Regions from separate parts of the Mus musculus genome. Here regions 1, 3, 4, 5, 6 and 7 are each linked to region 2. Evidence: chromatin contacts called from public HiCAR-type, HiChIP or PLAC-seq and promoter capture Hi-C data. All regions are on one chromosome and are shown on one strand. Each heading gives the region's core, a stretch centred on a gene start, on an enhancer-like site or on the middle of the called end of the contact. The rest is flanking DNA. Distances are from core to core; before and after follow the strand shown.

The links. HiCAR-type assays count read pairs that join an accessible place to other places. HiChIP or PLAC-seq counts read pairs in DNA pulled down with a chosen protein or histone mark. Capture Hi-C pulls out chosen DNA fragments and counts their contacts.
Region 1: an H3K4me3 HiChIP or PLAC-seq map of bone marrow-derived macrophages shows a contact between it and region 2, with 5 times the contacts expected there. The contact joins the enhancer-like site here to the promoter of Cyp1b1 in region 2. A contact is called at or near these places in 8 of 39 promoter capture datasets (the 3T3-L1 cell line, cranial neural crest, frontonasal cranial neural crest and 4 more), 3 of 115 datasets of contacts at active chromatin or transcription factors (astrocytes, bone marrow-derived macrophages and stem cell-derived neural progenitor cells) and 1 of 9 other capture datasets (macrophages).
Region 3: a promoter capture Hi-C map of adipose tissue shows a contact between it and region 2, with 6 times the contacts expected there. The contact joins the promoter of Heatr5b here to the promoter of Cyp1b1 in region 2. A contact is called at or near these places in 2 of 39 promoter capture datasets (hippocampal neurons and liver), 1 of 484 Hi-C or Micro-C datasets (embryonic stem cells), 3 of 115 datasets of contacts at active chromatin or transcription factors (astrocytes, bone marrow-derived macrophages and embryonic stem cells) and 2 of 9 other capture datasets (adipose tissue and embryonic stem cells).
Region 4: a FOXA1 HiChIP or PLAC-seq map of pancreatic cancer cells shows a contact between it and region 2. The contact joins the promoter of Eif2ak2 here to the promoter of Cyp1b1 in region 2. A contact is called at or near these places in 3 of 39 promoter capture datasets (liver and pre-B cells), 1 of 484 Hi-C or Micro-C datasets (CD4 T cells) and 7 of 115 datasets of contacts at active chromatin or transcription factors (astrocytes, bone marrow-derived dendritic cells, embryonic stem cells and 4 more).
Region 5: a contact with region 2 is called in a HiCAR-type map of astrocytes, with 3 times the contacts expected there. The contact joins the promoter of Prkd3 here to the promoter of Cyp1b1 in region 2. A contact is called at or near these places in 8 of 39 promoter capture datasets (the C10 cell line, cranial neural crest, embryonic stem cells and 4 more), 2 of 484 Hi-C or Micro-C datasets (bone marrow-derived macrophages and embryonic stem cells), 7 of 115 datasets of contacts at active chromatin or transcription factors (astrocytes, bone marrow-derived macrophages, embryonic basal ganglia and 3 more) and 3 of 9 other capture datasets (adipose tissue, liver and macrophages).
Region 6: a contact with region 2 is called in a HiCAR-type map of astrocytes, with 3 times the contacts expected there. The contact joins the promoter of Ndufaf7 here to the promoter of Cyp1b1 in region 2. A contact is called at or near these places in 6 of 39 promoter capture datasets (the 3T3-L1 cell line, cranial neural crest, frontonasal cranial neural crest and 2 more), 9 of 115 datasets of contacts at active chromatin or transcription factors (astrocytes, bone marrow-derived macrophages, embryonic forebrain and 4 more) and 1 of 9 other capture datasets (adipose tissue).
Region 7: an H3K4me3 HiChIP or PLAC-seq map of forebrain shows a contact between it and region 2, with 5 times the contacts expected there. The contact joins the promoter of Cebpzos here to the promoter of Cyp1b1 in region 2. A contact is called at or near these places in 2 of 39 promoter capture datasets (liver and pre-B cells), 5 of 115 datasets of contacts at active chromatin or transcription factors (bone marrow-derived macrophages, embryonic hindbrain, embryonic stem cells and 1 more) and 3 of 9 other capture datasets (adipose tissue, liver and macrophages).

What each region holds. Positions count from the first base shown.
Region 1 is chr17:78,993,818-78,996,686 of GRCm38.p6, reverse strand. All of the region lies in intron 2 of Prkd3 (protein kinase D3), which reads left to right. The region is part of intron 5 of Gm41622 (a long non-coding RNA gene); the gene reads right to left. Among named protein-coding and RNA genes, the nearest start is that of Gm41622, 11 kb to the right of the region's middle. Within about 2 kb of position 1,401, at least 79 of the 459 cell types and tissues checked have an H3K27ac peak or open chromatin away from gene starts, as enhancers often do. A contact at or near this core is called in bone marrow-derived macrophages and liver, where this site is marked.
Region 2 is chr17:79,713,428-79,716,481 of GRCm38.p6, reverse strand. It overlaps Cyp1b1 (cytochrome P450, family 1, subfamily b, polypeptide 1), which reads left to right and starts at 1,421. Exons shown (of 3, transcript NM_009994.2): 1 at 1,421-1,795; 2 at 2,170-3,054. The coding sequence starts at 2,171. RefSeq lists enhancers at 396-424, 537-566, 557-587, 350-618 and promoters at 350-1,548, 1-1,554.
Region 3 is chr17:78,833,727-78,836,635 of GRCm38.p6, reverse strand. It overlaps Heatr5b (HEAT repeat containing 5B), which reads left to right and starts at 1,255. Exons shown (of 36, transcript NM_001081179.1): 1 at 1,255-1,330; 2 at 2,393-2,540. The coding sequence starts at 2,415. Gpatch11 (G patch domain containing 11) reads right to left here and starts at 1,120. Exons shown (of 10, transcript NM_181649.6): 1 at 958-1,120.
Region 4 is chr17:78,881,172-78,884,048 of GRCm38.p6, reverse strand. Eif2ak2 (eukaryotic translation initiation factor 2-alpha kinase 2) reads left to right here and starts at 1,477. Exons shown (of 16, transcript NM_011163.4): 1 at 1,477-1,649. Gm26637 reads right to left here and starts at 2,165. Exons shown (of 2, transcript XR_876974.2): 1 at 1,968-2,165.
Region 5 is chr17:79,019,114-79,022,224 of GRCm38.p6, reverse strand. It overlaps Prkd3 (protein kinase D3), which reads left to right and starts at 1,409. Exons shown (of 19, transcript NM_001171004.1): 1 at 1,409-1,540.
Region 6 is chr17:78,935,680-78,938,613 of GRCm38.p6, reverse strand. Ndufaf7 (NADH:ubiquinone oxidoreductase complex assembly factor 7) reads right to left here and starts at 1,479. Exons shown (of 10, transcript NM_028611.3): 1 at 1,413-1,479; 2 at 960-1,123; 3 at 1-73. The coding sequence starts at 1,449. Cebpz (CCAAT/enhancer binding protein zeta) reads left to right here and starts at 1,544. Exons shown (of 16, transcript NM_001024806.2): 1 at 1,544-1,739; 2 at 2,547-2,934. The coding sequence starts at 1,584.
Region 7 is chr17:78,914,885-78,917,791 of GRCm38.p6, reverse strand. Cebpzos (CCAAT/enhancer binding protein (C/EBP), zeta, opposite strand) reads right to left here and starts at 1,293. Exons shown (of 5, transcript NM_001177403.1): 1 at 1,099-1,293.

The sequences.
Region 1 (2,869 bases), core at 152-2,651, 720 kb after region 2:
TGGTATATCAGTTGAGAGTATTTGCTGCTCTCCCAAAGAACTAGAGATTATTTCCCAATATTTCTAGCTCTGGGAAATCTGACACCCTCTCCTGGTTTCTTCACAGACCAGCACACATATAATGTACACACACACACACACACACACTCATTCAAGCACTTCATACATTCACACACACTTAAACACTATATACCTGCACATACACTCAAACACTATACATACACTCAGACACACGTACAACAAATAAAGTAATAATGAATCTTTAAAAATCTTTTTAGAAAAGAATAGGACTTAGTGATAATTATCTCAAGTATAATAAAATTTTAAACTTTAAAAAAAAATATTTTTAGGTCTGGAAAGATGGCTCAGTGGTTAAGAACACTGGCTGCTTTTTCAGAGGACCCAGTTCAATTCCCAGCACCCACATGGAAGCTCACAACTGTCTGTAACTCCAATTCCAAGGGATCTGACACTCACACAGAAATACATGCAGGCAAAACACCAATCAATGCCCATTAAAAAGTAAATTGTTAAAAAATATTTTAAAGTGTCTTTTTAAAGGTAATATGAATGATTTATCTTTAAAAGGGACAAATAGTATATAATTTTTATTTAAGTTAAAGATCTTATTTTTTTTCCTGTGTGTTATTTGTTGTTTTTTCTTTTGTTTTTTGGGTCCCCCCTCGACATTGTTCGTTAGAAATTTATCTGATGTTGTTCTAAAGTCGTCAAGAGCATTAATTTCAAAAATCTGAAAAATAGAAAGGGAGATGCAGCTATTGGTGTTTGGTGCTACTGAAGCAGGAGTTAGGGAGTCTGGGAGACATTTATTTTAGGTATGTGCTGCAAAGGAGTCACGCAAAAAAAAAAAAGAAGAAGAAGAAGAAGAAAAGAAAAAAGGAAAACCTTTTGAAGGGAATCGTCTTCCCATAAATTGACATTGGAAAACCTGTTTTAAGTGCAGGTGGGACTTAATGCTGACCTCTACCCAGTAAGCTCCAGAGGGAGTAAGTTAAATGTGCAAACTGGGGTCAAAGGAGCATGAATATAAAACGGAGCTGGCTGAGTGCTCTGTGCCAGGATAACTCACTCTTAGGTCAGCAAACCATAATGTCAGCTATAAAAATAATAAGACAAAAAGCAACGTGGAAAACACAGCAAGTGTGATAAGATCAGTGCCCTCCCCCTACAAAGGGCTCACATGTTGGGGAGAAACACACTGACCACACTAAACACTGGGGCAGATGACACATTTCACAGGGTGATTCAATAAATTCATAAACAAGCACAGCAGAACATGGTTAAGGTCGAGTTTTTAAAGGACTACAGACTAGGAACTGTGTGTGCAACTGGAGTAAAGACAGAATAGTTTCTGGCGGCATACTGAAGAGTGTGGTTGAATCTCATGAAGTACAAGCGATTCACAGACTGTGCTAAGCACAAACCTGCTTAAACGCTGACAGACTATATCAGCATCAACAGCAAGATTTTTTTTTTCTCCCAAGAAATCCCTTTAGCTAGTAAATCATTTTTAGTTGAGTTTTGTTTAAAACTTAGATATGACCAAAAGAGGTCACTTTTTGAATTTCATCCAGGTTCATGACACATCCTGAGGGTGGGGTGAGGTGGAGTTTCTTTTGTTGTTGTTGTTAGCATAAGCCAAAACTTAGCTTCCTTTTTTTTTTTTAAGCTTTGAAAGTCTTCCAACGTATTACATTGAGGTCAGTGCTAGCTTCTTCGTGTCTTTCCTCAGAAATACCTTACTCTCAGTAAACATTTAGTACAGAACACATTTTATTTGCTTTTATACTAAAAACAAGGTCATGCAAATAGTGGGCATTTTCCTTCTTCTGTGTAAGAACATGTGTATATATGGGGCGCTGGCGATTGAACCCAGGGCCTTGTGCGTGCTAAGCGTGTACTCTACCACCGAGCTGCCCTCAAACTCCTAGATTCCTAGTGATTCATAGTTTACAAAGCAAAATGAACACGAGTGTGATTTCTACCTTCTAGGGATGTATATACTGAAGAGAAGGTGTGTTTGCAGGAAGCCCCAGGGAAGTCGTGGGACCCGGAAGACAGTCAGACCTTAGAATGCAGTCTGGCAGCAGTAGAAGTGGGGCTGAGCCAGGCGAAGTGTGTCAGCCAGACCAGCTGAGCGTCACATTACAAGCCTATGATAAACCTTTATAAAGAGTTGTTGTGATTAAAAAGAAAGTTCTTAGTGCAGTCCTGGGCCATAATGCTCAGAAAACATACCTGTGGCTTCAAAGACTCTAAATTTAGAAAGATCCTTGGTTCTATAGATGTTTTAAAACTTTAGTGAACATCAAAGTTGCAGCATTTAGTTGCCGTATGTCAACAAAACCATATATACATACATATTTTTTTAATTTTAGTTCTGACGTGTTTATTTAAACTGGGAGAGTTTATTCACAGTGTCTGGTATGTGATGACTACCTAGTGGATGTTAGCTCCCATGTTTACTTGATTTCATATTGATAAGAGGCTTAAAAAATACCCTCTAAAGCTACTCTTGCTATTAGTTTGTTGAATGAAAAAACTAGATGTAATTGGAATGAGAAAGGAAGTTGGTAGAAAGCAATTCATTTGAGTTATAATGGCATTTAGTAAAATTGAAATTCTGTCTGTTTTTAGGTGATTTAAAATACTTGGCTTTAGTTTTGATCATTTAAATACTAGATCTGAAGACCAAATATTCAGTGTACTTGAGGGGTGATTTGGTCTGTCTGAATGAATGGATCCATTGTCTCTGTAGACATGAGTTGGTTGTAATTTTCAGTTCTGTCATAGCGGATGAAAACCCCAGCTGTGTCTTTTGTTTTCTAGGACAGAGTTGTCATTCTGT
Region 2 (3,054 bases), core at 172-2,671:
TGTCTTCACCTATAGAGAACATTGTGATTCAGATAATAGTCTCATAATCTCTCTGAATCTCTTTATTTGTAAATGAGACAATAACACAACGCTGGGAACGGGTTATCCAGAGATCACACCAATGACCTGGGGCTACAATTCTTCCTTTATTAGAAGCAGTCTACCTCTTTCTTGGGTTGCCTTTTCCAGAGCCTAACAGAAACCTTGTTCTCTCAGGTGTTTTGCACGATACCTTGCATTGACCATAAACAAGAGCAGTTGCTTCCCAGGCCTTTTGACATCCTTGGCTTTCTCTTTGAAGAAAGCGTCCCCGAAGCTAGTTTGGGAAACAAGCTGAGTGAGTGGGGGTCGACCAGTTGGCTGCGATCGAGCATCCTCAGGGCAGGCCCTGCGGGCGGCAGCTGTGCGTGCGCCGCCAAGGGTGGTGGCGGCAGGCACCCCGCCCTTGGCCGCCGCCTCGGCGTGTCAGGTGTCGTGAGAAACGCGGGAGGGGCGGCCGCGAGCAGCGCCCAGGGAGATGACTGGAGCCGACTTCCCAGAAGCGGCGCACGCAAGGCACAGCTCCGCACGCAAGGGGGAGGCGACAGCAGAAACTTTTCAACCCAACCGTTTGTTGGCGTACAGAGCCGCCTCCTCCTCCCACTCACCGCCCCCTCTCGGGTCTGGCGCTCCAGGACTGTCTCTGGTGCCCAAGCTTGGATCACTGCCTGGGGCGACCTGAGCTGTCACGCGTGTCCAGCAGGTGGCAGAGTTCCTGTCGTTTCAACGCGGGAAGCCTTGCCTTCTGAGAGCTTTGTGTGCAGAAGGATGGTGCACGCCTTGGGGCGGGAGAACTTTAAAGGTTTCCAAATCTCAGAGGTAGAGATCTGTGCACACAAAGGGCCGCGGCCGTGGGGCCAAATGCTTTGTAAAACCTTAAGATAAAGATAAATGCAAGGCAAACCAAGCTGTCCTGATATTAAAATAGCAAGTTTCTTTTCCTGGCTCGGTGCCTAAGGATCATGAGCAAGGCACCAAACTCGAGTCACCTGGAGGAGGAGGGCGTGCTCCTGGTTGAGCTTTGCTCCAGCGCGCAGAGGCGTTGGAAATTCTGTCCCAAGCTCGGTTCTGAGGAAAGCGTGGGGGTCTTGACTGGGGGGTGGGGGGTGGGGAGGATGACTGACGACAAGCCCTTGTCGCCAAAGGAAAACTTTACAAGGCGGATCCTAACAAAGCTGCCAGCTATTGTTTCAGGAGGGTCCCAGCCAGAGGCGCGGATTTCCCACTGGACCACCCTGGGTCACTAAGCACGGATGTGAGACCCAACTCACAGATCTGTGGATTTTCGCAGTGCGTCCCGCCCCTCACGCCCCACCCCCTAAGGTCCCGCTTCCTCCAGTCTCTACCCAGTCCTTAAAACCCCGGAGTAGAGGGATGGCGCATCGCCTCTGGGGTGCGTTGCAGACACCTCTGCGACGCCAGCTTGAAAACTGCCAGCGGGCTGGGATTTAACTCCACTTTATCAACTCCCACCCCCGACCCTTCTCAACTGCAACCCCAACTCCGTGAGAAAGCCCTGACTTTGCGGGGTCCCAGGTGCAAACTTGAGACACTTTTGTCCCTGTCCTCCATCCTAATCTAAGTTTAGGCTCTGATTGAGTCAAGAGTAGGTGCTAAAGCAGCGGGCCTCAGGTGTCTAGGTCTCGGGGTCCCTGGGGACTCTCAGGTTGAAGCCTTGCCAGAATCTGGGCAGAGGCTCCAGAGCTTCTCCCAGATCCCGCTGCTCTACACCGCTGGAAACCACGCTTCATCGCAGGTCAGTCTGTCCGCGGAGCCACTTTCCTGAGGTCTCTTCAGGGCAGTTCTTGAAGGTCAGGGGTGGGGGTATTAGGTACTTTAAAAGAAACCTGCCTCAGTGTCTGCCACCCACCGGCATTGTGTCGGAATTCTGGGAACCGTTAGGCAGCTGGGGATTTGGAAGCCGATAGGTCTCTGCTGGAGGCTGAGTTGGGTAGGAAACATAGTTTTAAGCATCTTGCCCAGAAAGCTAGCCTTTACCTGAATTATGCACTGCCTCCTCTCTACTCAATCCCAGGGTAAAGCCCCATGCTGGGGCCGAGACGCGGGACGGAGGGCACTCTTTTTTTCCTTTGCACACCTGAGTTTCACGGTTTGCCTTTGTGTCCCCAGCATGGCCACCAGCCTTAGTGCAGACAGTCCACAGCAGCTGAGCTCGCTGTCTACCCAGCAGACCACTCTTCTGCTACTCTTCTCCGTCCTGGCCGCCGTGCACTTAGGCCAGTGGCTGCTGCGACAGTGGCAACGGAAACCGTGGTCCTCGCCCCCAGGTCCCTTTCCTTGGCCACTGATCGGAAACGCGGCGGCTGTTGGCCAGGCGTCGCACTTGTACTTCGCTCGCCTTGCAAGGCGCTATGGCGACGTTTTCCAGATCCGTCTGGGCAGCTGTCCCGTGGTGGTGCTGAATGGAGAGAGTGCCATCCACCAGGCCCTGGTGCAGCAGGGCAGCATCTTCGCGGACCGGCCGCCCTTCGCCTCTTTCCGTGTGGTGTCTGGTGGCCGCAGTCTGGCGTTCGGTCACTACTCTGAGCACTGGAAGACGCAGCGACGCTCGGCCTATAGCACGATGCGTGCTTTCTCCACGCGCCACCCGCGCAGTCGCGGTCTTCTCGAGGGCCACGCGCTGGCAGAGGCTCGAGAATTGGTGGCAGTGCTGGTGCGGCGCTGTGCGGGCGGCGCCTTCCTCGATCCAACGCAGCCGGTCATTGTGGCGGTGGCCAACGTCATGAGCGCTGTGTGCTTCGGCTGTCGGTACAACCACGACGATGCGGAGTTCCTAGAGCTGCTCAGCCACAATGAGGAGTTCGGGCGCACAGTGGGTGCGGGCAGCCTGGTGGATGTGCTGCCCTGGCTGCAGCTATTTCCCAACCCGGTGCGCACCACCTTCCGCAAGTTCGAGCAGCTCAACCGCAACTTCAGCAACTTCGTTCTGGACAAGTTCCTGAGGCACCGCGAAAGCCTGGTGCCCGGGGCTGCTCCTCGAGACATGACGGACGC
Region 3 (2,909 bases), core at 6-2,505, 880 kb after region 2:
GATTTCAGCACCCAGCAGTTCGAGGACAGTATGATCTACCTGTGTAAAAATACACACACACACACTTACAAAAGTACAAGGGATTACATGTTACTTTTAAAGCTCTGCCTTTTATAGTTATTCCATCTTTTACATATAATTTTCACATAAAATCACACTGAAACTTCACAGCTGGGGGCACTGTAGATTCATTAAATGATACGGTTTGAGGAAGTTAATTACCAATAGTGAGGACATTATGTTAGGAAGTGGAATAAGGGGGCTGGAGAGATGGCTCAGAGGTTAAAAGAACTGTCTGCTCTTCTAGAGGTCCTGAGTTCAATTACATGGTGGCTTTATAACTATTTATAATGAAATCTGGTGCCCTCTTTGGGCCTGTAGGCATACATGCAGGCAGAACGCTATATAATAAATAAATCTTAAAAAAAAAAAAAAGGAAGGAAGAAGGAAAGAAAGAAAAAGAGAGAGAGAGAAAAGAATAAGGAATTGGGTCTTAAAATGTGAAGGTTCCCCTCCTATGAGGACAACATACACTAGCATTATCCACTTCCTTCAAATATAAGAATAAACTCCACAAGTCGATAGATAACCCAGGTAGGGATGCTGGTGGCCTGACCCCTCACTTAAGAGTCACAACAGCGAAGTGGTCAGGATTCTGGGTCTGAGGGGGTAAATCACGCAGCATCTGTTGATGGTTGGAGGTGGTGTGTGTCAAAGAGCCAGAGCAAGTTTAGGTGAAGCGCTTTGCCTGTTCCGAAATAATGGAGCAACCACTTTCTCAACAGGACGATTATAGGTGCTGCTAGCGTATTTCAGTATTGAGCACCGAGTTTGAAGCAGAGCTACAGAACACACAGAGCTGGGCTAACTCTCCTGTGGGTGCCTCGGGCATCGCAGGCTCTTTCTTCCCTCCCGCTCTCCTCCCTCCTGCACCCTCCCACCAAAACGACCACTTACGGATGGGGCGTAGCTGACGCTGTGATAGGCAGTCACAGCCAACTTGCACCGACCTCTGTCATTCTCCTGAGCGCCCGCACACCCTGAAGCCGGAGCTTTACTGCCCGGAACCAGCTCCGCGGAGGTCGCGCTGCGCATGCGCCGTGCAATTGGCGCAGGACCCACAAACATCCCACTCGTCCCCGACAGCCGATTCGCTTCGAAACTTGGGGTGGGCGGGGCTAAGAGGACGTGGGGGCGGGCCGGTCCGCAGGACCTGTGTCTCGCGCATGCGTCGTCTCCCGGCTTCCTGAGGGCCGGAGTTTGGGAGGCGGGGCATCCGGGTCCCTCGGCAGAGCGGAGCTTGGCTGCTCGGCTCGGACTAGACCAGGAGGTGAGGCGGTCTCGCGCGCTGTCAGAGCCTGCAGGCTGTGACATCCCTGGGTCCCAGGACATTTTCCGAGGGCTGAGGAGGGAATTCGAGTTTTGAGGCCGGGGATCCTCAGCCTCGGGGTTGACAGCTCGAGGACTCCTACGACGGGAGGCTGACATCCCAGGGCGGCCCGGGGACCCCGGTTTGCGTTTCCAGCAGACTCTCAGTTGTCGGGGTCTTCGGAGCGGCCCGGTGCATCCAGACCCGGAGCACTGCATTCCCGGGGCGAGGGGTTGTCCCGGGCGCCCCTGCCGCAGTGTCCCCGTGGGGCCCGCCTCCGCCGATCAGAACCCTACGGTCACTCTTCTGGGTCCCGGTGGCGAGGGACGGGTGGCGGAGAAAGCTCCCCAGACGCCTGAGCTCGGTGCTTCGGGGTTCTCAGGGTAGAATGAGTTAATAGCCTGTGTTCTAACAGGGAAACAACCGCCCCGGAATAGTGCCTTTTTTGCAGTATTTACATTTTCCTTTCATTCCATTCTTATCGCCAGTTTTTTCTTTCTTTCTTTCTTTCTTTCTTTCTTTCTTTCTTTCTTTCTTTCTTTCTTTCTTTCTTTCTTTCTTTCTTTCTTTCTTTCTTTCTTTCTTTCTTTCTTTCTTTTAAATCATTGTCCTTTCAAAGTTAGTTCTCTAATGAGAAATGAAACCACGCTTTCTTTCCCTAGCTTAGTGGTTGCATTTATGAAACTTGACATTTAATATTTAAGAAATCCTTACATGTAAGGGCTGGAGAAAGGAATCCGTGATTAAGAATACTTGTTGCTTTTGACAAGGACCTGGGTTTGATTTCCAGCGCCCACAAGATGACTCACAACCATCTGTAACTCCAGTTCTAGGGGGAGCCAACACCCTGTATATATATATATGTGTGTGTGTGTGTGTGTGTGTGTGTGTGTGTGTGTGTGTGTATGTATGTATGTATGTATGTGTATACATACATTTGGGCAAAACACTCCTACACATAAATTAAAAATTCCTTAGAATATATTTTACTCTTTTTTTAAAAAACGAATCTGTTCATTTAAGGTGTGAATTAAGAACATCAATAATGGAGCTAGCTCACAGTTTATTGCTAAATGAGGAAGCTTTGGCTCAGATCACGGAGGCAAAGAGACCCGTGTTCATCTTTGAATGGTTGAGATTTCTTGATAAAGTCCTAGTTGCTGCCAACAAGGTAAGCATTGCCCACCTCACCATAGGTTGATATAAAGAAAATTGAAGGCATTGTGTTTTGAAAATGTTATGAGTCTTTCATCTAAGGAATTGGAGGATGTTATACTATGGGAATTTCTACCTTATCCTTCTCTTAGTCAGCAATAAAACCCAAACCTTGTCTACGTCCTGCTTGTTGCATGCTTCATATCTGTCTAGGCAGCGCAGTGTGACTGGATTAAAACATCACTTATAATCATCAGTGCCTGAAAGGTCTCTGTGATAAGAGATTTTTTTTCTTTGCCTTTTACTTCCTACACAGCCTCTTTAATCCAAGCTTGTTTTGTACATGTTTTCTTTATTTTGTTAGTAGTAGATGCTTTCCTCAAGT
Region 4 (2,877 bases), core at 228-2,727, 830 kb after region 2:
TCGCCTCCAGAAAGATCCAGAGGCACCCCTTTCAGTGGCTAACACTTCAGCTAGATGTTCCAAGACCCCGAAGAAATTATGGTGATCATGGGTCTTTGGAAATGCCAAGAGTAAACCACCTAGAATGGAATAGGTAGAGTGAGCAGAATGGCATCCATTGTGAATGTTCAGTAGAGAAATGTCTGCAGAGATCTCGCTGTCAGCTTCTCCCTAGGTAGTCGGGTGTTCATTTAAGGTGCTATAGTAGGGAGCGGGAGTTTATCGAGGCTGATCTGGTCACGGGCTTTTCACATTAGAGACCTCAAATTACACCCAGGATCCACGCTACAAGAAAAGTTAGGCTGTTGTTCTCCTACCTTACAGGAAAGGAAGAAGAAAGGAGTGGGCACAGCAATGTTGACTGTGAAATTGGGGGCTCTGTCTTGGGACTTTTCCATCTCTCACCAGTTGCCATGTTGGGAGTACAATTTCCCGGTTCTAATTCTAGCTCCTGAGTTCTCCTCATAGGGATGGTGCTCAGCTCAGAGTGCAGGCATGAAGATGTGTCACTGGGCAGTGTGCCACAAGCTAAACCCTCAAGTCCTGGGCCAGCAAGTTCCATTATGGGAGTGTGTTACAGTCTTACAGGAAGGTAGGATTGCTTTTCTTTTCTTTTTTTTTTTTTAATTTTGTTTTAACCCGTATACGAGTTCACTATAGCTGTCTTCAGACACACCAGAAGAGGGCATCGGATCCCATTACAGATGGTTGTGAGCCACCATGTGGTTGCTGGGAATTGAACTCAGGACCTCTGGAAGAGCAGTCAGTGCTTTTACCTGCTGAGCCATCTCTCCAGCTCAGGCAAGGTTCCTTATTAAGCAGGGACTGCTGGTGTTGGCCTTGTGATAAAACATTCCTTGTGGCCTTTCTGGGAGCAGGTGGATCTTAACAGGGGCCTGGCCTGGTGAGTGATATGCAACAAGGGGCTAGCAGGTAACTGCTGAGGGCTGGACAAATAGATTTAAGAGAGAATTCTTCAACCCTCTGGCCAATGTTGTCAAGATGGCTATGTCCTCCTTGGCATGGCAGTGTGAAAGGGGAAGGAGACTAACGTTTACAAACCTGGACTTCAATTGTCACAGACATAGCTTGGCTGGACCCTCTGAGAGGCGAGTTACTCAGTATCTCCCACTGCACATCGGAATTCGGTAGCATCCATGTGCCCAGTTGCTTCCTCAAAGTTTGTTTTGAAAAGTAGATTGTGATCATTGATCCAGGAGCAGGAGGCTTGGGTTTCTCCTTCTTCTTCCTGCAGAGCTTTCCCAGAATGGAAGCCAGGAAGTGTCCGAAACCTGGAGAAGCTGGCAGTTACTGCAGTTGCACAGGAGAGGGGAGGCGGGCCCGGACCTTGGCTCCCGCGCTGGGGTACAGAGGCGACACGCCTACCTGACTTCTCGCGGGTGCGAGCCGGTGCGGGAGGGGCCCAGAGCAGTGTGGGAAGGCGGAGTCCGCCGGGAAAACGAAACAGAAGAGAACCGGCCAGGCCCGGACTTCCATGGGCAGCAGCAGCGGCAGGGAACGGAGGGCGAATAGATTTCAGAGCCTGCACCTGAAGTACAATTCGAATCCTGCTCCAGGGAGCGAGCCACTGTCCGGATCCAGAAACTTTGGTAAGACCTGAGGGCTATTTTCCCACTCCTGGATAGCGGTTGCAGGAAAAGGGACCCAGAAGGAAAATGACAAGCCCAATGACTTAAAACTCTGGAGGGAACTCTAGAAGCCTGAATGACCCAGAGACTGAATTCTGCGCCAAGACTTTGTGCTGCACAGTCATGGCATTCCAATTAGCTGTCCTTTGTGACAAGCGGGTCCTGCTCCATCCTCCACCAGCCGCTATGGTCAGGCAACCCCCCCCCCCGCGCCTCCCCCTCCCCTTCCCCCTTCTTCTCCCAACTCCCCCGCCCAGTGCCCACCACTTTCAGACTTACTTGGTGGTTCTGGGCCACAGCCAAATACCCTCCAACTCCTGCCTTCATGCTGCCTGTTTCTACTTCCTGGAAAGCCCTTTCCACCTCACCCCACCCCCAAGTGACTTCCTGGGCAGATCTGTCTATCCAGTCCTTTTCACAGAGCCAATGATATGAATTACCTTCCCTAAGCTAGAAACTCCACTCTGCCCTCATAGCCAGCGCCCCCCGTCCCCTGCCCCATATTTTTCTCAATCTTCCAACTAGTACTTAGTACTAGAATTAGTCTTTTTCCTTCTACCAGTAAGATCCCAAGAGCAGTTTTCATTGGCTTGTATAAGCCTAGCACCTGATCCCTGACAGGTGCTCGTTCCATGTATGTTAAGTGGATGGTAATTCATAAATAACCTTGAATTCTAGAGAAACGGGATTCCCTGTTGCACCTTTAGTACTAACCGTGCCTTGCCCCCTGGAGTTAAAGACACTCTCAGGGCAGAGTGTGTGCTTGTTTTTCAGCTTGCCCTGCGGCCCTGGAGGGACCCAAACACTGTGTGCAGCTTGCTCCTTTATATATCATATACTAGCTGAATGCATGTTGTATGGGAAGCAGCGACTGGAGGGGCTCAGCCTTCTGGGGTCCTACAGTCTTCAGGAAGGAGAAAGATCAGGGTCTTCAGGATATAGGTGAGACAAGCAGGTGGCATTTGTTGGTGCATGTGATGGGCTGCTCTTTGGGTGAGCGACTGAGAGCTGAGAGCAGCTTCCTGGTAAGCATCCTGATTCCTTTATAGGAATCCCACCTGTCAATACAGTGGTGAGGTGGAGTGATTCTAGTTGCCCCTGCAGCATCACAGAAGGCCAGCCCATCCTGAGAGGTGAATAAAATTGCTCCCTAGACAAAGGGTTCCAACTCCTGGGAGCATGGATTGGA
Region 5 (3,111 bases), core at 160-2,659, 690 kb after region 2:
GAAAGAAAGAAAGAAAGAAAGAAAGAAAGAAAGAAAGAAAGAAAGAAAGAAAGAAAGAAAGAAAGAAAGAAAGAAAGAAAGAAAGAAAGAAAGAAAGAAAGAAAGAAAGAAGAGAGCAGTTAGGCAAGGGAACGCTTAAGAAGAGGGTACACTGGAATGAATCTGCTTTTAATCTTAAAGTAAAAGAATCACAAAATATATTTAAAGAGTCTCTGTCTCTCTCCCTCTCCTCCCTCCCTCGCTCCCTGCCCTCCACCACCACCATTTTGATCATATTCACAACCCATACCCTACTCAATTGAGCCCCTTCTGAACTGGGCCCTTTCCTTTGACACCTTTTTTGTTTAGTTAGGGTTGCCTGCATTAGTGTGAGTGGTGTCTGGGTAAGACTTTAAGAACAAAGATGTAATCAGATTTAGATTTTAGTGGATGTTGGCAGTTTCCGATTCCAGAGAAATGTCCGAAATGTCCTCCCACCCCTTAACGCTCCCTGTAGAAAAAGATTATACACAGTTTTGTTTTAAAAGCCTCACTCCCTAGGAGACGAGGCTGCAGCTAGTAGTATGGTCAGTGCTTTAGCTCTTCAGTGACCTTGTGAGTGGGTTCGGTCTCCCATTTCTATCCCTGGGGGGGCAGGGAGAGGTCTCACTTATTTCAAATCCAGGACTATCCATTAATATTACAGATTCTGTACCCAGATTAATTCTCCCCTATGTTCTCAAAAGCTGCCCCCCACCCCGCTTTCTGCATCCAGACGAGTGGCCTTTATGACAATATATTTTACTTTGAAGATATAAAACGTCGACGTGGAAGAACTATCTAGTTTTTGTGTCAGTGACTGTACCGCGCAGATGTTTCTCTTTCATCAACTATTTATAATTTAACACACAGGGCTTCTTCTCTCTGAGGTTCCATGACTGTCGACCGCTCTTTTGGTAGAGAGGGCAACGCACCAGTGTTAAGGTGCACAAGAGGAAACACAGGCACGTGCAAGCGGCGTCTCCAAGTTTTGCTGTGGCGCCGGTGAAGGACTGTGTCTGTGTAGCTCTGGGTGTTGGGTGACAGCTGCCCCCGGGAACGCCGAAAGGGACAACTTTGGAAAGGAGGGTCCTCCACTCTGGACGCTGCGTTCAGGTGGTCACCTCTTGTCACCGACTGCCAGCGCCCGCCTAGGGGGACAGCAAAGTGAGAGGTTCGAGTACAGCGCGTCCTTCCAGTCGCGCTCAAGCCCGCGCTCCGAGCGCCCGGTGGGGACCTCTGCGGGTTTGCAGAGCCTCCGCGCGCCCCCTCGGAGCCAGACCCACCAACCGCGCGCGGCGGGGAACTACAGCTCCCGGCAGGCCCCGCGCGGGCCGCGCGCCCCCGCCCGCGCGCCCCGGCCCCCCGCCCTCCGGCCTCGAGACGGGACGGGAGGGAGGGCAGGAGGAAGGGGCGCGGGCGGGCGGGTTCGTGCGAGGCGCGTGAAGCCTCGCTGGCTCCTGCTCCGGGACGCGGACGCTGGCGCGCGCCGACTTTCTCCAGAACAGCCGAGCCCGCCTCTGTAAGTAGTCGCTGGAGGGAGCGCGGAGCAGACACCGAAAAAAGTTCGCGCCGCCGCCGCCGCTGCCGCTTTGTTCTCCCGACCCGTCGGGCTGAGGTGGCGCGGCCCCTCCCCCACCGCATGCGGCGGCCGCGGCGACGGCGGCGGGACTCGGACCCGCGCGGGGCTGGGCGGCGGCCGCGGCTGGGCGGGAAGTCGGGGCGGTGCTCCGCGGGCGGCCGGGGGCGCCGGCGCGGCCAAGTTCCGCGGTCCGCGCCGAGGCCAAGTTGGAGTCGCGCGGCTGCTGCTGGTGACCCACCGCGCCCTGGCCCTCGGGGACCCGCTTTCTCCCGAGCCCCGCCAACTAATCCTGCCGCCGGCGGCACGGTGCAGTGAGCCTTCCCGGTTCTTTGCTGCACTTTTCCTGGTCCTGGGGCTGGAAGGGGCGAGTATCCGGGGTTTGGAGGATAGTGACCCCAGTTTCCTGACTGCCTTTAGGCTTGCCTGTTGCAGCCTCGCTCCAAGTCGTTCTCATTCCCTGGGGGAGCTTCGCCCTGAGTTGAAACATCCGCGAGTGTGGAGCAATAAAATAGTAATAATAATAATAATAATAATGAGCACACACGACATTACTTGATTGCGTGTCGGGTATTTTAGTTCACATCGTCGAAATCAGAAGTATAGGCCGTGCTGTCAGCAAGCACGAATATAAATCAGGCTACAGGCGACCTGCAGACTTTTCCGTACACAGATTGATGGCATGGATGTAACTGTCCCTTCAACCACGCCCGTCCCCACAGGAAATATGACTATCGGTGTCATCTTTGATTAAAGAGGATAAGTTTCAACATGAAGTACTACTTTGTAGGACAGGGCCTTTAAAACCTGTAGGCACAAATGAAGCAACAGTTTGAGATACTTTCATCCATGTCCTAGAAAAACGTTATTACACTAAAAAGTTACTTTTACTCTGTACCTGATGTTGCAGTTTTAGCAGTTTTGATTTTGTTCAGCTGGAGTTTAAACTTTTAATGCCAGGCGGGTAGACAAGCCTACGGATTTGCTTCAAGAAAGCATCCCTGAAGTTGCCAGACTCAGTTCTGAGTAACATTTGCTCTAGAAGAACATTTCCTCTCCCAGTTATAATCTGGGGTGGGATAAAACAGCAGTTTAGCCAGAAAGTTGTTTCAAGTTTTTGCAAATATATTATTTTTAAAACGTCTCACGGGAACCGTTACAATAGGTTTTGCTTCATAGGATAGGTTTATAAATGTCATGGGCCTGAGAATATGGGTTTGGAGGCATCTTTGATAAGCCAGGGCAGTTCACATTTCAGGACTGTTAAGACTAAAAGAATTTTTCTTAAATGTGTTTGGCAGTTTCATACATTCTGATGCCCTACCCCTCACTCTCTCTAGTACCCCCTACCCCCTCACCAATCCCTTAAAGAGGTTTTATAGCCATGAGCCTTTAATCTTGCACATTGTATAAGCTATTTTATCAGATGACCTGTTTAAAATAGACATTTCTTTCTGTTTTTGTGTTGTTTGTCATCTAAACACTGCTATACACACCAAAAGCCACAGTAAGTT
Region 6 (2,934 bases), core at 230-2,729, 780 kb after region 2:
AGATTTGGCTTATTTCAGGTGAAGTAATAAAGTCTCCTTTTTCTCCTAGCATATCCTGATGCACATAATATCCCTGAGTAAAAGAGGAGAAATGGAAAAGATTAATTTTCAAATAAAGCTTTCAAAAGTGCTCCACCAAAATTTTATGGAATGCTTACAGTGAAGTAAGTATTTACCAAGAAAGTTCTCTCTTCTGAAGTAACCAAGATAAGGACAGAGTCTTTACCTAAATTTTACATAGTAGTAGTCATTTTGCAAAACTCACCAAACAGCAATTACTCAAGTAGAAGGGCTGCAGACAAGATCATCTCTCTACTCCTTGCCCTCTCCCACTCTTCCATACCAATGCAAAGTCTCACTTTCTTCTCATTTTAGTTCTCCCTGGCATCCATTCAGTCTATTCAAACAGTGTCTTCACTGACTTCTCTCTCCAAAGACTCCCAACCCAAAACTAAATCCAGTGCTTTTTTTTTTTTTTAAATAAGACAACAATTACGTTTCTTACAAGGCTTAATTATCTGGGGAGAAGACTTTGTCTTAACTTCATATCCCAAGTTTTACCATAATGCTTAACCTTCAAGAAAGACTCAAAGCTTTCTTTTAGCCAGGCAGGTGAAGACCACCTAGAATCCCAGCACTCAGGAGGGTAAATAAGAAGATGCTGCAAGTTCAAGGTCAACCTCATACATACAGCGTTTCCCTTATACAAACAGCAGAAATCCACAACCCCGGTTAGAAAATCAGCATTCCTTTAACTCAGGAAAATTAAATTACATTCTGTCACCTAAACTCCGCAGGAATTTGTCATGACCTCTTTTTTGGCACTGCCCTTTAACGCAAATGACAGATAAGACTATATTCCAAGGACTTCGGCGGTGGCTCAACACCTGATGGCTCTAGAGGCCTTCGGGCTCCTCTGTGTACACACACTGGGTGGTTCACGCTCCCCCTACGTTTACCTTGGCTGGGTTAGTCAAAACCTCCTTCATGTACTCGGCCACAGTGATGGGACCTGTAGACTTTATTTTGTACATAAGATGCCGCAGCATCGGTGTCACCTGGTTGCTTTCTGCCGGCTCATTCCCGGAGCTGTAGCATTTCCCTCTCCAAATACAGGGAAGGCCTGAAAAGCACGATTAAGCACCGCCCGCATTAGATATCTCCATTTCATTTACACGCGCAGCAAGCAGCCTAAAGCTTGTAAGGATGCCTCGTTCATCACTAACTTCGCCCCAACGTCAGGACCCGATGGAGGCAAGGCATGCACCGAACCCATGACTACAAGCCCCTCCACACAGCTAAGCCTCTCTGTGGACCAGCTTCCTGCTCCAGCCCCAGGTGAGCAACGGAGGGACCAAGGAGCCGCGCCATACGGTTTCCATGGAAACAGGATCCTGCAAGGGGACTCTCACCCGCGCGGGCCACGCAGCGTCTCACCAAAGCATTCATTCCTACACCCCGAGGCCAGGCTCCGCCCCGGAGGCGGGGTTTAAACGGTATTTCCTGAATCGCCCTCGCAATAGGAAGTGCGTCACCGTAAAGCGGAAGTAAGCTCCGGGCTGCACTCGCGTGTCCAGCCCGCCATGTCGGCCGACCAGGAACCTGTGGCGTTCCTTGCCAAGCAGCCCTGGCGTCCCAAACAGGTGACAGAAGATCCGGATGAGGAAGACGAGGAGGATGGCGATGAGGGCAAGAATGGCTTCTCCCTGGAGGAGGTGTTACGCCTCGGAGGCACAAAGGTAAGGGCCGCAGGCTCTGGGGAAGGGGATGCTCACGGCTGCCGGGAAGGTGGGACCCGCAGCCCAGCCTCCGACCTGCTCTGAGAGCTTCCCACGCATTTACTGTTACCGCGCTTCAGTGGGAAAAAAAACAGTTCGGCTTGCATGTTTTCTCCTGGGTTTATGCCTCGTTAAAATGTAGGCGATCGGATTCTAACCACGTGGGCAAATGTTTTGAACACGACCGTATGTGTAATCTACATCTGCTAGGTTAAAAGGTTGGATTGAAGTCGCTAAAAGAACCTGCCAGTTTACATTAGCCTTTTATGAAAGTGCCTCTTCCTCCCTACACTACCTCATAAAGTACTTTCTATTATTGGAAGGAGTGTTGTATGTTTGTTGGTACACTCGTGTGGAAGTCAGAGGACAACTTTGGAATCGATTCTCTCTTTTATGTGACTTCCGAGGATCGGACCTAAATCACCAGGCTCCTTGGCATAGACTTGACCCACTGAGCCATCCCCTGCCCACTCAGATAAACCTTTAACCTTGCTCACCTGATGCATTACGAGTGCCTAGATCATTGCGATTTTCACTGGATTTTGTGACTGTCAGCTTGAGAATCTTTTCATATCTTGAAGAAGGTTCTTCAAAAGCCTTTTCCCTATTGTGTACCTATCTTTGGCACATTTTCCTGTTGGATATCTGTGAGTTTGCCAGATAATAGTGTAATAATTCATATGTGATGGTTTTTAAAAATGAAGTTCTTACTGAATTTCTGGGTTTGTAATACGGCCTTTTTTTTTTTTTTTTAATGTGTTTCTACAGCAAGATTACCTTATGCTGGCTACTTTGGATGAAAATGAGGAAGTGGTGGATGGGGGCAAAAAGGGAACCATTGACGACCTTCAACAAGGTGAACTGGAGTCATTTATTCAGAATCTGAATTTGGCCAAATACTCAAAGTCTTTGATTGAAGAAGATGAACCAGAGAAAAAGGAAAACACCAGCAAAAAAGAAGCAAAACTACTGAAGGTGGAGAATAAAAAACAAAAAGCAACAGAAGGAAAAAAGACATCGGAAAAGAAGGTGAAAAATAAGACTGTACCAGAACAGCGTCCTGAGAGCTGTCCCGTCTCCAAAGCAAAGAAAGATAAACAACCCGATGTGTTTGAATTTCTAGAGAGACAAACAATGTTACTCAGGCCTGGAGGCA
Region 7 (2,907 bases), core at 44-2,543, 800 kb after region 2:
CCCCGTGAAGTCACTCCAGGTTTTATACAAAGCCCTGGCCCATGGGGGAGAAGTTGACTGGTGGTGACCCAGTCCATGGCAAAGCTTCGAGTAACTGAAGTCTTCCCCCCTGTACGCAGAGACAAACCGAGAACGGGAGCATGCAAGCTATTAGCATGAGTAGTAGGCTCAGTTTCCAACAGTCAAAAGAAGGTGTCTTTGAAGAACCGTTATCCAGTAAATAAGGTTTTGTCTTGCTAAATATGCAAAAGGTAGCTCAGGCTTTATAACTAACTCCCTATAACCCCAAACTACTAAGCTTTTGATCTAATATTCTGATATTTTCCCACTGCTCAATGCTGAGACAGGCTGTTCTTTAATGTTCAGGATCAGCCAGTCCTTTCCCCTGCTTTTACGTCCCTTTCATGGTATCTAAGCATGAAAATAATTAAACACTATCAGGATTCGCCTTGGACTCTGTTACCATGTGTCCCTCCTCCAACGTTCGTTTTTCACTTTAGTAATGGGAATTACTCAGGGACCAGAAAAAAAAAAAACTGTATTATTCTCATTTTTAAAACGAAGCAAATAAAAAACTGGGGAGGAGGCAGAAGGGACAGCTGTGTTCCTCGATTTCCCAGTACTCTGCTAAATCACTGACGGTCCCGCTCAGTTCTAAGTTCTCAAGGGCGGTTTTAAGGTTTCAGGGCGAGGACAGGGCACACCTGCCTGCATCCTGTTCCACAACTTACGGGATCTGAGCGAAATCTTTTTTGATTGGAAGAGAGTGATGCTAAGATATCAAACAGTCCAAATAATGATATTAATAAAACACTTAATTTCTTAAAAACTGATGGACGTGCCACATTCCAAAGCCCTGCGCTTCGGGACTTGTCTACTTAATAATAAAGCACGTTTGTCACCAGAGACACACTGTCCAGACAAGATGGCTCAGGGAGACCAAAGACCACGGAGCCTTGTTGCACAGGAGCGCCTGGGGCTGCAGCGCAGGAGAAGCAACCCTGCGTGTGCTCCAGTGTAGGCCCGAGGGAGGAAAGGCGGCGCTGCGACCGGGGGCTGCTGCCCTGCAAGGATCCAACAGCGAGCACCCAGCCTTACCCGGGGTCCTGGTCCCAGCATGCGTCGCGGCTCGGCGACCCGGAAACGCTCGCGCTCCTGCGCCTGCGGGGCGGGCTCGCTCGAGTGTTCCCCACACCCAAGAATGTCACAGACCCCACGCGCCACACATTGGGGAACAGAGGACAAGAAACACTGCCCGGTCCTTACCTGAGGCCTCCGCAACCCGACTGCGCAAGCGCACGGTCTTAGCGCCACGCCCCCAGCTTTAGCCACGCCCCACAGAGGAACCTGACCTAACTAGCTGTGGGAAGCTGGTATCGTTTAGGCAAGGTTATCCTGCCCGCGGTCACACCCAAGTAAAAGAATTCACATTTGAACCCAGGACACCATCTCCAAACTCTGCACATGGATCGTCTCTCCCACTCTAAACCCAAAATGTATCAGAACGGGAACAACCCATCGCCAGAGAGTGGCCAGAAAAGTGGGACCCTAAATTGGGATTTGCCCTTTAGCCAGGTTCCTAGACAATTCCTTTACACATTAAAGGTGAGAAGCGCTGTGCCTAGGTGCTGCCCAATAGTCAAGAAGAGGGCTGACCTAAGGGAAGGAAAGATAGGAGATGGGGCATAGGAATGCCTAAAGAGGGACCACGTGCATGACAAAGCCTGGAATGTCAGACTATATCCACTTTTATTAAAATGCAGTCTGTCCTCAGAGATCCACAGCCAGGGCTGCACGGAGAAACCCTGTCTCAAACAAGCAAACACAGGAAGCTATGAATGCTGCCCAACAAAACGTTCAAGGTAAACATAATGGAAATTGGGGGAGGGGGAGTGGCTTGGCTTGGCTTAGCTTAGCTTGGCTTGGCTTGACTTGGCTCACTGGTACAGCTAACTGTGCAACACTTATGGATCTTGCATCTTCGATTCCCTGTTCCTGTTGGTTCCGACTGTTGATTCGAACATCTGGACATGTCACTGCTGTTGCTAACCTGACTCTACAGAACTGTATCCATGAGGTGTTTGCCAGTGGATCCAACTACCGCTGCCTGCTAACCTGTGAACTGAACTGATTTCCAGACAACACAGAAGGGAGTTGCTCCAAAGAACCTTTCTAAACAGTTCCACTTCCCCCCCCCCCCCCGTATCCTTTCTTTCCCACTACCTCTGGTGAGTGGTGGGTTACAAGGAAGGTTAAAGTGTTTAAAAACCATCATTAAAAATGGAATTTGAGGGCTGGAGAGATGGCTCAGTGGTTAAGAGCACCGACTGCTCTTCTGAAGGTCCTGAGTTCAAATCCCAGCAACCACATGGTGGCTCAAAACCATAATGAGATCTGACGCCCTCTTCTGGTGCATCTGAAGACAGCTACAGTGTACTTACATATAATAATAAATATTTTTTTTTAAATGGGATTTGGAAAAATTAAAGTTACACCAGGGAGTACAAGTGTCAAAAAGATTATAAGGATTCAACAAGGTGCAAGGTGTGGCCTTGTTGAAGGAAGTGTGTCACTGGGGGTGTGATTTGAGGTTTCAAAAGTCCACACCAGACCCAGTCTTTCTCTTTGCCTATGGATCAGACTGTAGAGCTCTCAGCGACTTCTCCAGCTCCACCAAGTAGACAGTAAATTACCTCTGAAACTGTAGGTCAGCTCTCAATTAAGTCCTTTTTCTTTATGAATTGCCTTGGTTGTGGTGTCTCTTAAGAGCAATAACGCAATGACAAAGACATGGCTCAACTAGCCATTTTTATTAGTGGTCTTTTTGACAAATGCAATGTCATCCAAAAATGATGTATTTAGTGTCCTTAGAAGACACAACTAAATCAAGGAACTTATATGGCGCAA